Linked DNA regions of Anser cygnoides: region 1 is linked to region 2. A link is a contact called in public Hi-C data. All regions are on one chromosome and are shown on one strand. Each heading gives the region's core, a stretch centred on a gene start, on an enhancer-like site or on the middle of the called end of the contact. The rest is flanking DNA. Distances are from core to core; before and after follow the strand shown. Region 1 overlaps STK4 (serine/threonine kinase 4). Region 2 overlaps HNF4A (hepatocyte nuclear factor 4 alpha).

Region 1 (5,831 bases), core at 2,520-5,019, 270 kb before region 2:
CAAACAGGATCACTTTACAAGCAGAAACTCACCTTTATATTTATGAATGGAATGGTACAAAAAACAGGCTTTCAAAGGCCACGTTTGCCAAACAAATTTCATAATTTGTCTCGGGTAGGAGTAGTTAAAGTCTACACTTCTCGGGCAGAAAGGATTAATTAGTTTGCTAAGCTGTTTTCTTTTTATAAACAGTAAGCTATCAAGTTGACTGTCCTGGTTTTCGTTCTGTAAGTTAATTCCTCTGTACACAATTTCTTACTGCATTACTTGAATAAGCCACAAATATAGAGTAACCATTCAATTTTAGACCATGTTTAAGAAACTTGTCGCAATAAGAAATAAGTAAAGATACAAAGGGAGATAGGGGAGTCTCAGTAACCTGAATACAAATGCCTTGATTTTCAGGAGGAGGCCTCCTGAGCACCATTCTCAGTGACAGAGTTCACTCAGACAGCAGAAGTAAGATACAGCCACAAAGCTTCAGCACAACTAGATTTACACAACTCTAGTTTTTTCTCTAGAACTACCACGAGTGCAACAACGGGAAGAGCGCTGCTGGCCCACTAAAAGCAACGAGCAGTAACACTACAGTCCCACAGGTAAGCAGGAACGTCATGCGGTTGGTGGGATTATGGATACCAGCACTAACTCTTCCCATCTTCCTTCAGCCTTCACACCACCCGAATCTCTGCTCGTGTCGTTTAAGTGCCATTACACCACACGAATCAAGCGAACGGGCTTCCACGGCTGAAGGCAGAAAGGCCCGACCCTACGTTCAGAGATGGCGGCGCCTCCCCGCTGTGTGGGCCCGGTGGGTGCCAGGAGCGGCGCCGGCCTCGGCTGCAGGGCACAAAGCAGCACGAGGTGAGGGGGGATGATGCTGATTCCAGGCAGAGACAGGATAAAAGCCAATACGGGAAGAGAAGACAGCATTTAAGATCACAGAGAATCGAGACTGAAGGACCTTCAGCATTTCCACAGGGGGATTTCTTTACTAGCTCAGCTGGCACAGCATCAAACGCTGCCCAGACTACACTCACCTAAAACCGGCCTGCGAGCTGCAGCGAGCATCTCGTGGTCTCGATCTGAACGAAAAGGCAGGCTAGCACAGAAAATATGTTTTAACGGTGGTGCACCACAAGACCACAACAGCTGCAAATGCAGTTAAAGACTACTTATAAGTTAATGCCACTGGGCTGCTCTTCGTAATAAAATGCCTCGCAAAAACCTGTCAGCGTAATCGAAAGCGAGCACTGTGACAATACCGAGTGAAATGGTTTAGTTCCCATAAAATATGGTTCTCTAGACAGTGGAGTAGGTCCACCATACTTAAAACATGTATTTGGCCAATGCAGAAACCATTGTTTTTGGAAAGCAGGATCGGGAATCAGCACCCACACAACACTTTTCACCCAACAGTTATCCTAGGATAACTAGTGTTAACTAGGATATCCTAGTGTTAACCGAACGTGGCATCCACATCGCCAAACACGCACCTCACTCTGGGCTGGGAAATAAGTTCCCTGTCGAATGCCATACAGCTGAAATAAATCTGATCTGTCCGGCAGGCAGACAACCACAAGTTTAGAGCTGCGGACTTACACAGGGAAAACAAAGCGGTCCCGAGTGGTTCGCTAGCTCTGCCTGACGCAGAGAGTCTCCCCTCAGGGTGTGCACAAAGTTGATCACAAAGAGGACTCCCGGATTCTAAGGCACTTGGCAGTGCCTTCCCCTTGAAAAAATAAAATAAAATAGCTACTCTGGAAACCCATTAAGATTTAATCACAGAATATTATTCTTGAACGTAAAATCGCCATCCAGTGATGCAGAACTTCACAGGCAGACTCTGCCCGATCCTCAGACAAGTGTACAAATTCCTCAGTCAGCTATTAGATAACTGAGGAATTTATTTTTCTACATGTTAAAGGGGACAAATTTCTGCAAAGTGCGACAACTCTTGGCAGGACATTTGGGTTGTGATACCGAGAGAAGCTGGGTTCTACACACTCCAAACATCACGATGAATCTTGAAAGAGCACTGCATCCTACTGCCTTCAAGGGTCGGCTGAAAGCTCAGGCACAAACCAAGATGCTTAATCTTTTGCACCATAAAAAGCAGGAGCAAAGGCAAATCATTCTACCCCCGGCAGTAGTTCCCTTAAAAAAAAAATCACACCAAAACACCAGCTAATACAGAATTAGTTCAAGAAAGACATCTTCAGACAGAGACTGCGTGAAGGTCAGTCAGGAAATATCTGTGAAGGGGAGAACAGATTTGCTATTGGGAATAATTACTGAAATACAATAGCAATCCAATTACAGCTAAGTGATAAAACATTTATTTAGAATGAAGTAAATACACCACTTGCATTCTGTTGCAGTCCAGCCTGTTTGAAGCAGGGGATAAGTTGTTCATGTTATGGCCAATCGTGGCAATGTTTAACACTGACAAATTTTGTAAAAATAAATGAATTCCTACCTAGGCTAATCTATACACAGCTTGCGGAGCGATAGCTTAGGTCTCAAATTGAATCCTGGCTTCCTAGATAAAAAGGCATCTAAATTAAGCTTGCACTGTATGTTTTGAAAACAATTGTTTGCACAGGAGAATCTGAAAGCAAATGCTTCACACAGATGACAGTGGCTAACTCATTTTCTTTAAGACTGTTCACTTGTACCAGAGAGTAATTGTCTCACTTAATCACACGCGTTTCCCCACATTTTGTATTTTACCAACAGCTGCAATACTTGTAAATGTCATCTATTGAACAACCTATTGCAGCGTGAGCAAATTATCAAAAGCCATATCCAGCCACCGTAGGCCTTTTGAGCACATGCTACAATCTACATTCAATTTTGGCCACTGATTTTAGCACGTTTATAGACATCCACATCTAAAGTTACATTTAAAAAAAAAAAAAAAGAAGTTACTGACAAAGAACGGAAAAAGATAATACACAATGGAAAAGATCTAGAATACAGATCAAAATATCTGAAATTTTAGCTGCTGTTCTGATCTCAGCTGGGGTACATATACAGCGAGACTGACAGAAACGCTCCTGGAGACGGAAACGCATTACCCAAAATCAATTATCATCCCAGCACGACTGGGTTTCTTTTTGTCAGTCTTGGCACTTAAAGCAGCGTCATCTTTCCGAAGATGATCTGCTATTAATTCAACGCAAGAGTCACACCACTATGTCTTTAAGATTTTGATAACAGGCAGCCGAAGACAAAAATCGATCAGTGCTATTTGCAGAATCAGGTGCTGCTGAGATGACACGGCACTAAGCTGCTCTGTGCCAAAAAGCATTTAAGTTCCCAGGTTTATCGGGTTAGACTAAAATACAAATATTTGACAGAAAGTGAGATCACAGCTGTGGCAGAGATAAGCCTTTTATTAGAAGGTCACCCTGCAGTGACAAGAAAAGGTTCCGAAACGAACGCGTGGAGAACCCTAAGAGTTGCTTATAGGGTTGAGCCACGAGAGCTCTCTGAAGCTGTTAATGGCCTACCACGGGGACGTGCGGTCATCTTTTAGGAGCTGTATTAATTACACAAATGGAACGCCACGGCTCTGCTGGAGCTGCTCCAGCTGACTGCAGAACTGCAGGTCTGGGCTAGCCGCACAGAGCAGCAGGAGCTCACAGGGCCACTCGTACTTTGGCCTTGCGGTAAAGGACAAGCCCTCTGCAGAGACCTCCCAAGTGCTGCCCAGCGCAAATTCATGTTCAGAAAACTCTAAGAAAAACATCAACATCATTATGGGTGAAATAGAAAAGATGTGAAACTGGTGGGCCCAAATAAATGGTGAACCACAGATATCTCCTTGTATTGTGACACAATTTTAAAGCAGCACTGTGCTCAGCTTACTACTGATTTCAGTACTGCAGAGCCACGTCCAGCCACATGCACCACACACACTGGGACAGCCCTTAACCAACGAAGAGCCCAGACAAGCCAAAAGATCATGCTGGGCACTGCAAGAAGCCAGCAAGGCAGCATCAGCAAACAGCCAGTGGCCTCGGCATACCTGATCCTCTCCTTTGCCAGGCTACAGCAAGGACAAGTTTTAAGGAATGTGAGAAAACTCTAACAACAAATGTCCTTCCTCCCAAAAAATCACCTGCCTGAACTCGAGGGAAGGGATGAGATCAGTCTTAGAGGCTGATTGCAGCACAGAGACCTCCTCACACCGAGCAAGAGAGGACAAAGGGGGTGTGGAGAGCCTTCAAGGCATTTATACTTCCCTATGATGCTGCAGAGAAAAGGGGAATGATAAAGAAGAAACAGCACAGCCAGTCACACCAGCACAAGATTTAGCTTGTTCTTCCACCAGTAAAGAATGTCACTGAAAGCAAATCATTCGGTATCATCTAGTCCCAGAAATCAAAGCAACTCATTTGGTTGATTTTGTCAAATTAGCTCTCACGACTGAAAATTTTCAGAAGTTCATGAACTTCAAAGGAAACCTTCAAAAGGGAAGTGGAACTTGCACAACCTCTCTATCTAACTGAAGGAGCTTGCTGAGTAATGAAACTATAATTTCTGCTTTTCTAAGATTATTCTTCTCTACTCGACAGCAGAAGAATCCTTGTTTTGTGATTTTTCCTCTTCAAAGCGATTGCTATCATCGAGCCAGGGTGAGCTCTAGAATCACAGAGCCTGTCACGAGAAAGAAACAACCTCAGGAGCACGTTTTGTGTGCTCCTTACTCCAGTCACTTAAGTTAATACAGTGTTATTTAAAATACCTATTCTTGAAGCCACGGTGAGAGATTTCCTCCCTTCTCTCACAAAAATTGGAGCTACACCGGTGACTGGGAGCAGTCGGATCACACTACAAACATGTTTGAACTACGGCTGCATCTAGCAGTAGATTTTAAGAACCAGCAGCCATACCAGATTGGGTAAGGGGAACATTCATCTACGAAGAAGGTAATTTAAATCAACAACCATGAAGTGATGAATTACTACACTAGCAATATCACATTAAAAAAAATCAGACACTTGGTACAAGAATACAAATTTGTCAGGATTCCAGGAAGCTGCAATCTTTAGGAAGGCAACTGTCCTCGGCTTTGGAAGATACCTGCATTTTAAGAGGATTTCAGGAGCAACAAGATCACATTTTTTTCAAATCGACTCACTTGTGCTAGGAAAGAATTATGAATGCCCTAAGCAAAGCTCAGGGAGATCCACCCCTATGAGCAGGAGCTCCAAACCAAGCTCTGCAGAGGCACGGTGAGCACTCATGTTAACCCTAAAGTAAGCACCACCATTGCTGCCTTTTGTCAGACATAAGGCCAGAGAGGGTCCCCTGGGAGAAGCAGTTTCTGCTGTCATATACAAAATTATAGAGTCCTTTTCACTGAGGGATCAAGAGCCATTGTAAAGCAACTGTTTTGTTTTGTCCTTGCTGTCGACAGGCTTGCTGTTCCGCTAGAGCCATAAACCCTCTCACCTTCGGTCTAAAGTTTATTGCTAGCTTGTGTACTTGCACTTGTTCTCGAGAGAGCCTCAGCTCTCAGGCGTTCAAAACGTTAGTCTCTACACTACTCACCCACCCCTCCTTGCCTTTTTTTTTTTTTTTTTTATAGTTCTTGTACCTATTTTCATCCTTCATTTTGGTGGTTTAAATAAACAGAGATCTTCCACTGACTCTCATTTAACAAGCTTAGTCCCCAGTAATCTTCATAAAGTTCCCCTCTGCCTGCTTTAGTTTGAATTATGTAACTCTAAGACTCAAATTGCTCATGTATTTAGGATGCACAAAACAGTACCCGATGATTATGTGCAAGCAACACTTCATTAATATTAAAATTTCAAATG
Region 2 (6,440 bases), core at 1,884-4,383:
CCTAAAAATGCAAGATCAACAAGCAGGTATTTAATTGATCACTGAATGGCGTCAGCTGGATTGCTCAGGAAAACAAGCAACTGATGATTCAGTATCAGTTTGCTCTGCACTGGAAACATCCCTGATTTCACAATCGGCTGGGTCCACGCTGCCAATTCGGGATTGAAACATGTTTGTATTTGTGCCTCCTGGGTGCACCAATACAGCCCCGGCTCCATGAGCCATCCTCACCACGGTGGCTATATTAGGATGTATGTAGCACTTCCAAATAGCACTTTTACCTTTGGGCGACAGATCTGCAGGAGCAAAGCGGGGAACAGGGGAAAGCCCCTGATTTCCTATTTGGGACTGGCGACAAGTGATCCTTTTCTGCAGGGGAAACAGTCCTCTGCTCTGTGCTCTCAAGAGACAGGCTGGACCCTCTCTGCACTCACGTGGCTGGCTGTACTTTCATTCGGCAGGAACAGTCCTGGGCTAAAAATGAATTTAATGATGTGCACCAGGGTGTAGATGGTAAGGTGGAGTGTAGCCCTGCTGTGGCCTCATTTCAGGGCCCTCCGTCCCAGTCCTGCTCGGGCCACAGTGATCCCTTTGATTAGATAAATGCTACAGACACTAGGTCAAATATGTGCAGGATTTGCCGCGGTGTCTAGTAAAATATCATAAAAGCATGGTCTGTTCTGCTCTGTTCAGCAAAACAAGCCTTTTGCTTAAATAGCCTGCTGACAAAATAGGGCTGCAAAGGCCGTTTGCTTCTAGGGCAGGAAGGATTAAGAGGGCCGGGAATAGAAGACGGGGAGGCAGCGTGTGTGTGAGAGAGGCAGATAAGGAGCGGGGAAGTTTGGAGAGCATTAGGTGGCTCACGAGGCAGGGAGCTGTCAATGGGACGTGGAGCTTTCCGTCCGCAGGCTTGTGTTGACTGTTGTTTTCTCGTTACCGGTGTCCTCTGCCTGGTGCACCCTCACAAAGCTCGTCTTAGCACAGAGGTGAAGGACCAGACCACCAAGGACACCGCGCACTTCCTTTGCCCCGGGGATGGGCTCATGGCACGGGGCCGAGCCCCCAGCTGGAAATGCGTCTGCTGCAGGAGGCTGATGTCCCCCTGGGGACAGGCTGCCTGGGGAGTCCTTGTCTCTGTCTGACATCCCTGCACGGTGGTTTTTTGGGACAGCTGGCAAATGTAGTCATGGCCTATAGTAGTTAACAGGTCCACAATGGCCTGCAGCTGTTTTAGGGTGGAGATGTGCTGACTTGAAGCTGGTTTGGAGGCTGATTTGAACATTTCTGCCCTACGGAAGATGTTTGGGGTTTTTCTATTTGAGGTAGAGACAACTCTAAGCTGGCAATCAACTGGGAACAGCCTGTTTGTCCTCGCTGGGCTGCCAGGATGTAAACCCAGGGGAAGGCAGGGTGTGCTCCAGGGCCACAAGCATGGCTGGAAGAGCACCCAGGGCTGGCATGTCCCGTAGGAAGGAAAGGACATTTTAGAGGGGCTTTATCAATGCACTACAGGCACGGAGGGACCCCATGCTGTATCCCAAGCAGAGCCCTGGTAAAGCAAAGGCTGTTCCAAGCCAGGTGCTCAGGCATATTTCAGCTTTCAGGCCATCTCCTTCTCCCTTTTCTGTCCCCTCCACCCATGCCAGAAGATGTCTGCAAAGGAAAATTTTACAGCTTCAGGCCATGAAGCCTTCTGCACTAAGTAATTATTTAATTTTTATCAGTTGAGCAATAAATCCTTCAGCCTTTTTCCCCTCTAGCACCTCATGACACTAATTCTGCCTTATCTGTATGTCTTTGGCAAATTAATCTAAAGCAAAAGGGGATTCCCTGAAAATAAGATCTATGTCTTTCAGTAAATGAGGATGGGGAATAGACTCTGTAATAGAGCATTTATGGGAAGGATACCATCAGCTTCCACGCTTGCTAGCTCTTTATGTCAAGTGGGTGAGCAGGCTCCTTTCACAGGGCTCCTCCTGCCCTTCTTGCACAGAGTGTTGTAGGATCAAGAGGCAATTCAAGCTGAAAGGGACCTCAGAAATCTCCGATCCAGCCTCCTGCTCAGAGCAAACCTTTGGGTTTCCCTGTTCCAGCTCTGCACTCTCAGGAAATCCCTGGCAGAAGTGCCAGTGCCCGGAGCCAGCGGGACAAACCTCGCAGAACGCTGGCGATGCTTCTGCTGCCACTTGGCAGCCACCGCTCCAGATCGCTCCTACCGTGTCACTCCACAACTGGAGTGGCTTTTCCTTGGCAAGCAAGTGAAGTAGAGCTGGGCTCCGGGTCTGAAATCTCTCCAGTCCAGGAAAGCCCTGAACAAGGTCAGGGCTTCACAGCCAGCCCCAGGGCCGCTGCTCGGGGACCGCACCGGCAAAACCCACCGCAGTATCGCCAAGTCAAGCTGGTGGGGAAGCACAAAGCTGAGGTGCAAGACGAAGACCAAAAGTCCCAGGGGAACGTCGCCAGCACAGTCATCTCCACACATGCAAAGGTCCCTTCTGCTTTTTTTTTTTTCCCCTTTGAAATTTCAAATTCCAGTTTGTGGACAAAGTCCTGCCTATCTGAGAATATAGATCTCCGACCACTGACCAAACTCCACTCCAAGCAGTCCTGAGGGCTGCGTTTCCCCTTGCCCACGGATGCCTCCACTCAGTCCCTGGATCTGCCAGGATCTCACCGAAACTTTTGCACCAGAACAGAGCGCTCATACTTGCAGAAAGTGGATTTTGCGCGTTTGAACCTTATCTTCAGTATCTTCCTTTCTGAACGCGGAATGGGAAGGACCATCTGTAATAACCAGGTAGGAGCCTTATCACCTGCAATTCATTTGGGCAGCCATAGAAAATGAGAAGGTGAAACAAGGGCTTCCATTGTGCTTATACTAGCAATTTTAGCTCATCATTTAAATTAGGGAAGGGGGAAAAAAAAGGCAGCTTCAGAAGGGATGGAAAACACGAGGGCACATTAGCTCTTGGAGGCAAAGCCACTCCATATGGTTAACTGATAACTCCAATTTGCCTCTTCCCTCTCATCTTTTCTGATTCTCCTGATTAAGCTCAATTTATTCTCATGCTAATCATTTCTTGACCTGTTTATTCTGCATTAAAAAATTAACAGAGAGCAGTTTACTGCATGACTTGTTCACACAGAAATGCTACAGATTAGCAGGCAGGCTTTAAGCCTCAACGCAAGACTTTTGGGTGAAGCACCCAGTCTGCACAGCTCGAGGATGAGGTTTTTTTCCTGTTTTTAAAGAACAGCTTTTTCTAAAGTCAATATAAATCCCCCTGCCTTCGTGCCTTAAGTATATTTGCTCTGTGGCTATTTCCAAAGGGGAAAGATAAAGCCAAGGGCTAGTGTTTTGTCAGACTTTCTGTAAACAGGGATATTTAGGCCACACTGTCAAGCCCCTTTGCCTTCTACTGCAGAGAGTCATGACTTACGGGGCAGAGCTGCCGGCGTGTTAATAAGCAGCTCCAAGGAATTTGCAGGGGCTGCGGGGGACTGCAGGTCAGCGCAGCTGAAACAAGCCCCGAGTCGAAGCAGAGGATCTTCGTTTAAGCTCCAGGCAATCATCTGGCTGACACACGGACAGGTGTCAGTCCCCAAAACGTCCACGGCAGCAGAGAGGAGTCTCCAGGAAAACAGATCATTAACCAGAAGCTGTTTAGGGTCTGTCTGCCCCTTGCCAGCACCATGCAGCACATCCCTGCCCTGGCAAAACGCACAGAAGAGCCCTTGGTGGGGCATGGCTCACCCGGGAAGCGGATCAGATCCGGCCCCAGCAGGTGACCACAGCAACATGTCAGAGTGAGATTTGTGCCCTGGGGAAGATGCGGGCGTTTTGTTCAATGACAAATTCTCCCCAGTGCTGAAGTTCCTGTAGCTGTGGTTGGGACAGATGTTGTTCGGAGGCCTTGGGGCAGTGCTGCTGTGTCAGCTGGGACGCTGCACAGGACAGTGCAATAGCTAAGGCAGCAGCTCCCGAGCAGACGCCGGGCACGTTGCCACTGGTGAGCCGTGGGACATGCAGCAGTGCTTAGGGCTCCCCGGCACAGCTACGGAGGATGCAGACAGCTTCGCTGCAAACTCGGGTTATTTTTCACTGGTGCAAAATTTGTGAAAGGTAGCCAAACCAACCCGAACAGTCCAGGCCCCCAGGACATAAAATCACTGTACAGTGAACCAAGGCGATTTTTGGACGTGTGCTTCAAAGGATGCAGACGACTCTGCTTGAAATCGTCTCCAAAAGCAACATGTGCATTTCAGCCGAAGCTGGGATGGATGTTGGAGCTGGAGGCAACCAATGGAGCTAAAATAAATAGCTGCTATGTGAAAGCGGCAAAAAAAGAACTGCAAACACGGGGACAGACAGAGCATTTCGGCATATACTGCTTTAGCGATAACACCGTGCGTGCCTTTCATCCCGGGATCAGAAAGGGGTTTATTATGCTGACTAACAAAGGCTCTGAGCACTTGAGGAAGTAATTATTGGTACTCTTAGGAGCTGTTGTTTTGCAAGGACAGTAGAAACAAAGAAAGTTGGAGCTGTTTTCAACATGGCAGCTGCCCTCAGAAATGTCAGTGCATTTGCCTATCTTGTTTGTATTTGCAATCGCTCTGGCTACATGGCAGCCCTCGAGAACGGTGTCTGCGTGTCGGTAGTCACAAGCGTGTGCTTCTGGCTCTGAAAATCTGGCCGGTGTGTTTTTGCACAAAATCAAGCAACGAGCCCAAGCGAGGAAGAGGAACTATTAATTTCATCTTATCCCATCACACCGCGGCCTGCAGCTTGGCCCAAGTTACAGCATCCACCTCCGATTCCTGCTGCCCCACCCAAATCCCTATAATCTGTGACCATTGCGTCAGATCCCAAACACAACCGAACGGAAACCCGGAAGCTTTCCAGCAAAATACTCTCCTGCCTGCTCAGGAGGAAATCAAGAAAAGCTCCAGAGCCACCTTGCCACGTGACGGTCCAGATTCACGGTCTGCGTTGGCAGCTGCTCAGCCCGAATCCCAACCATTTCAGCCCCAATCTGTAGGGGAACAGAAGCCGTGGGGAAGCAGCGGCACTGGAAGGAAAGTTTGCTGTCAGATTTTCTGCAGAGCTGTGTTCAGCAGGGAGCAAGGAGCACCTATCGCTCCGTGCCTTGCCAGCTCACACATTTAGCGTGACAGGGAGCTTGGCAGCACACGCCTGGACCTTTAGAGAACTTGTTCAATAGGTGAATGCGATCCCTTTGGAATTGAAGTAATCCTATAGTTTCCCAGGGTAAAAGATCCCTACACAGCCTATGGCCTGGCAGACAACCCGGGCTGTCCGTGCACCCCTGCCAGCTGTTTGCAGCGCTTTTAGGTTTCATTGACTTTATACCCGATGTTCCTTCTACACATGGAACAGCCCCAGAATTGATCCAGCCGGTGGAGAAATAGGCTGAGGAGGAGAACAGCCAAAATCAACAAAGGTTACAAAGCAAGTTTTGCCTTTTTTTTTTTTTTTTTTTTAATTTATCTTTTTGCAAAGGTGGATTTCATCAGCACGCCATGCCTGCTGGAAGTGACCTCCAGTCACTGCTGGGACTCTCGGGATCGGACCTCACTAGCTCCAGGGCAGGGGGCTGATGAAATTAAGGCAAACAACTGCAAAACTAGTCAGGGTTTGAAGAGCTGCAGGCATCAGGAGGGGGTGGAGGGATGGTCTAAACCTGTGTGCTTGGAGGATGGGTAAGATTTGAGAGATTCTAGTTTCTGGAGTCAGAAACAAGTTAGTGCAAAATGCTTTTTCTCCACAGGAGTGTGCAGAGTGATCAAATAGCCTGGACTGGCCCTGATGTCCTCAGTCTCCTAAGGAAACAAGTGCCAGAGGAGAAAATGGACACAAAACAATCACTGGGAGCTTGCTGGCAGCACCTGCAGCCCGTGGACACCACGACACTCATCTACGTAATGCTCCTGTCCTGTTTACTGCCACAGAAATAAAAAAACTGCAGGAGATAGCAAGGTACGGACATATCTGAACTTTCTACGTGCAAGTTTTGTTGCGTGGGGTGGCAGCAAAGGGAGGGAATTACTTATCTCACCAGTCCCAAAACCGCACGGCCAGGACACCACCAACCGCCTGGCTCGCAGCTAACAAACAGCATGGCAAACTGCTAATTCCCCTTTGAGTATTTGACCTATGTCTCCAAGAGAGAATAACATTATTATTTGTCCCTTTACAATCCTGCAGGACCCAGTGCCATTGGCCTCTTCTGCCATAAAGAAATTAAAATATATTATGACCATAAACTACATCATTTGAGGAAATGAACCATTTCTAGTAAACGTATCATGGAATGCCAAAGCCATGAACTTTTCTAAATCAATCATCAGCTGATAAAGAGTGCAGGTATTTGCTGGGAGCAGCTCCCAGCTCGTGGCTCCCCAAGCAGCTCCCAGCA

Evidence for each region. Hi-C and Micro-C count contacts between places; a contact is called where the count stands out from the background.
Region 1: a Hi-C map of liver shows a contact between it and region 2, with 1.8 times the contacts expected there. The contact joins two enhancer-like sites. A contact is called at or near these places in 2 of 7 Hi-C or Micro-C datasets (both in liver).

The regions. Positions count from the first base shown.
Region 1 is chr16:10,612,144-10,617,974 of Taihu_goose_T2T_genome, reverse strand. All of the region lies in intron 9 of STK4 (serine/threonine kinase 4), which reads right to left. Among named protein-coding and RNA genes, the nearest start is that of TOMM34, 19 kb to the right of the region's middle. Within about 2 kb of position 3,769, at least 2 of the 3 cell types and tissues checked have open chromatin away from gene starts, as enhancers often do. A contact at or near this core is called in liver, where this site is marked.
Region 2 is chr16:10,338,239-10,344,678 of Taihu_goose_T2T_genome, reverse strand. The region is part of intron 1 of HNF4A (hepatocyte nuclear factor 4 alpha); the gene reads right to left. LOC136786489 (a long non-coding RNA gene) reads left to right here. Exons shown (of 5, transcript XR_010825329.1): 2 at 1,994-2,797; 3 at 5,793-6,001. Among named protein-coding and RNA genes, the nearest start is that of HNF4A, 12 kb to the right of the region's middle. Within about 2 kb of position 3,133, at least 1 of the 3 cell types and tissues checked has open chromatin away from gene starts, as enhancers often do. A contact at or near this core is called in liver, where this site is marked.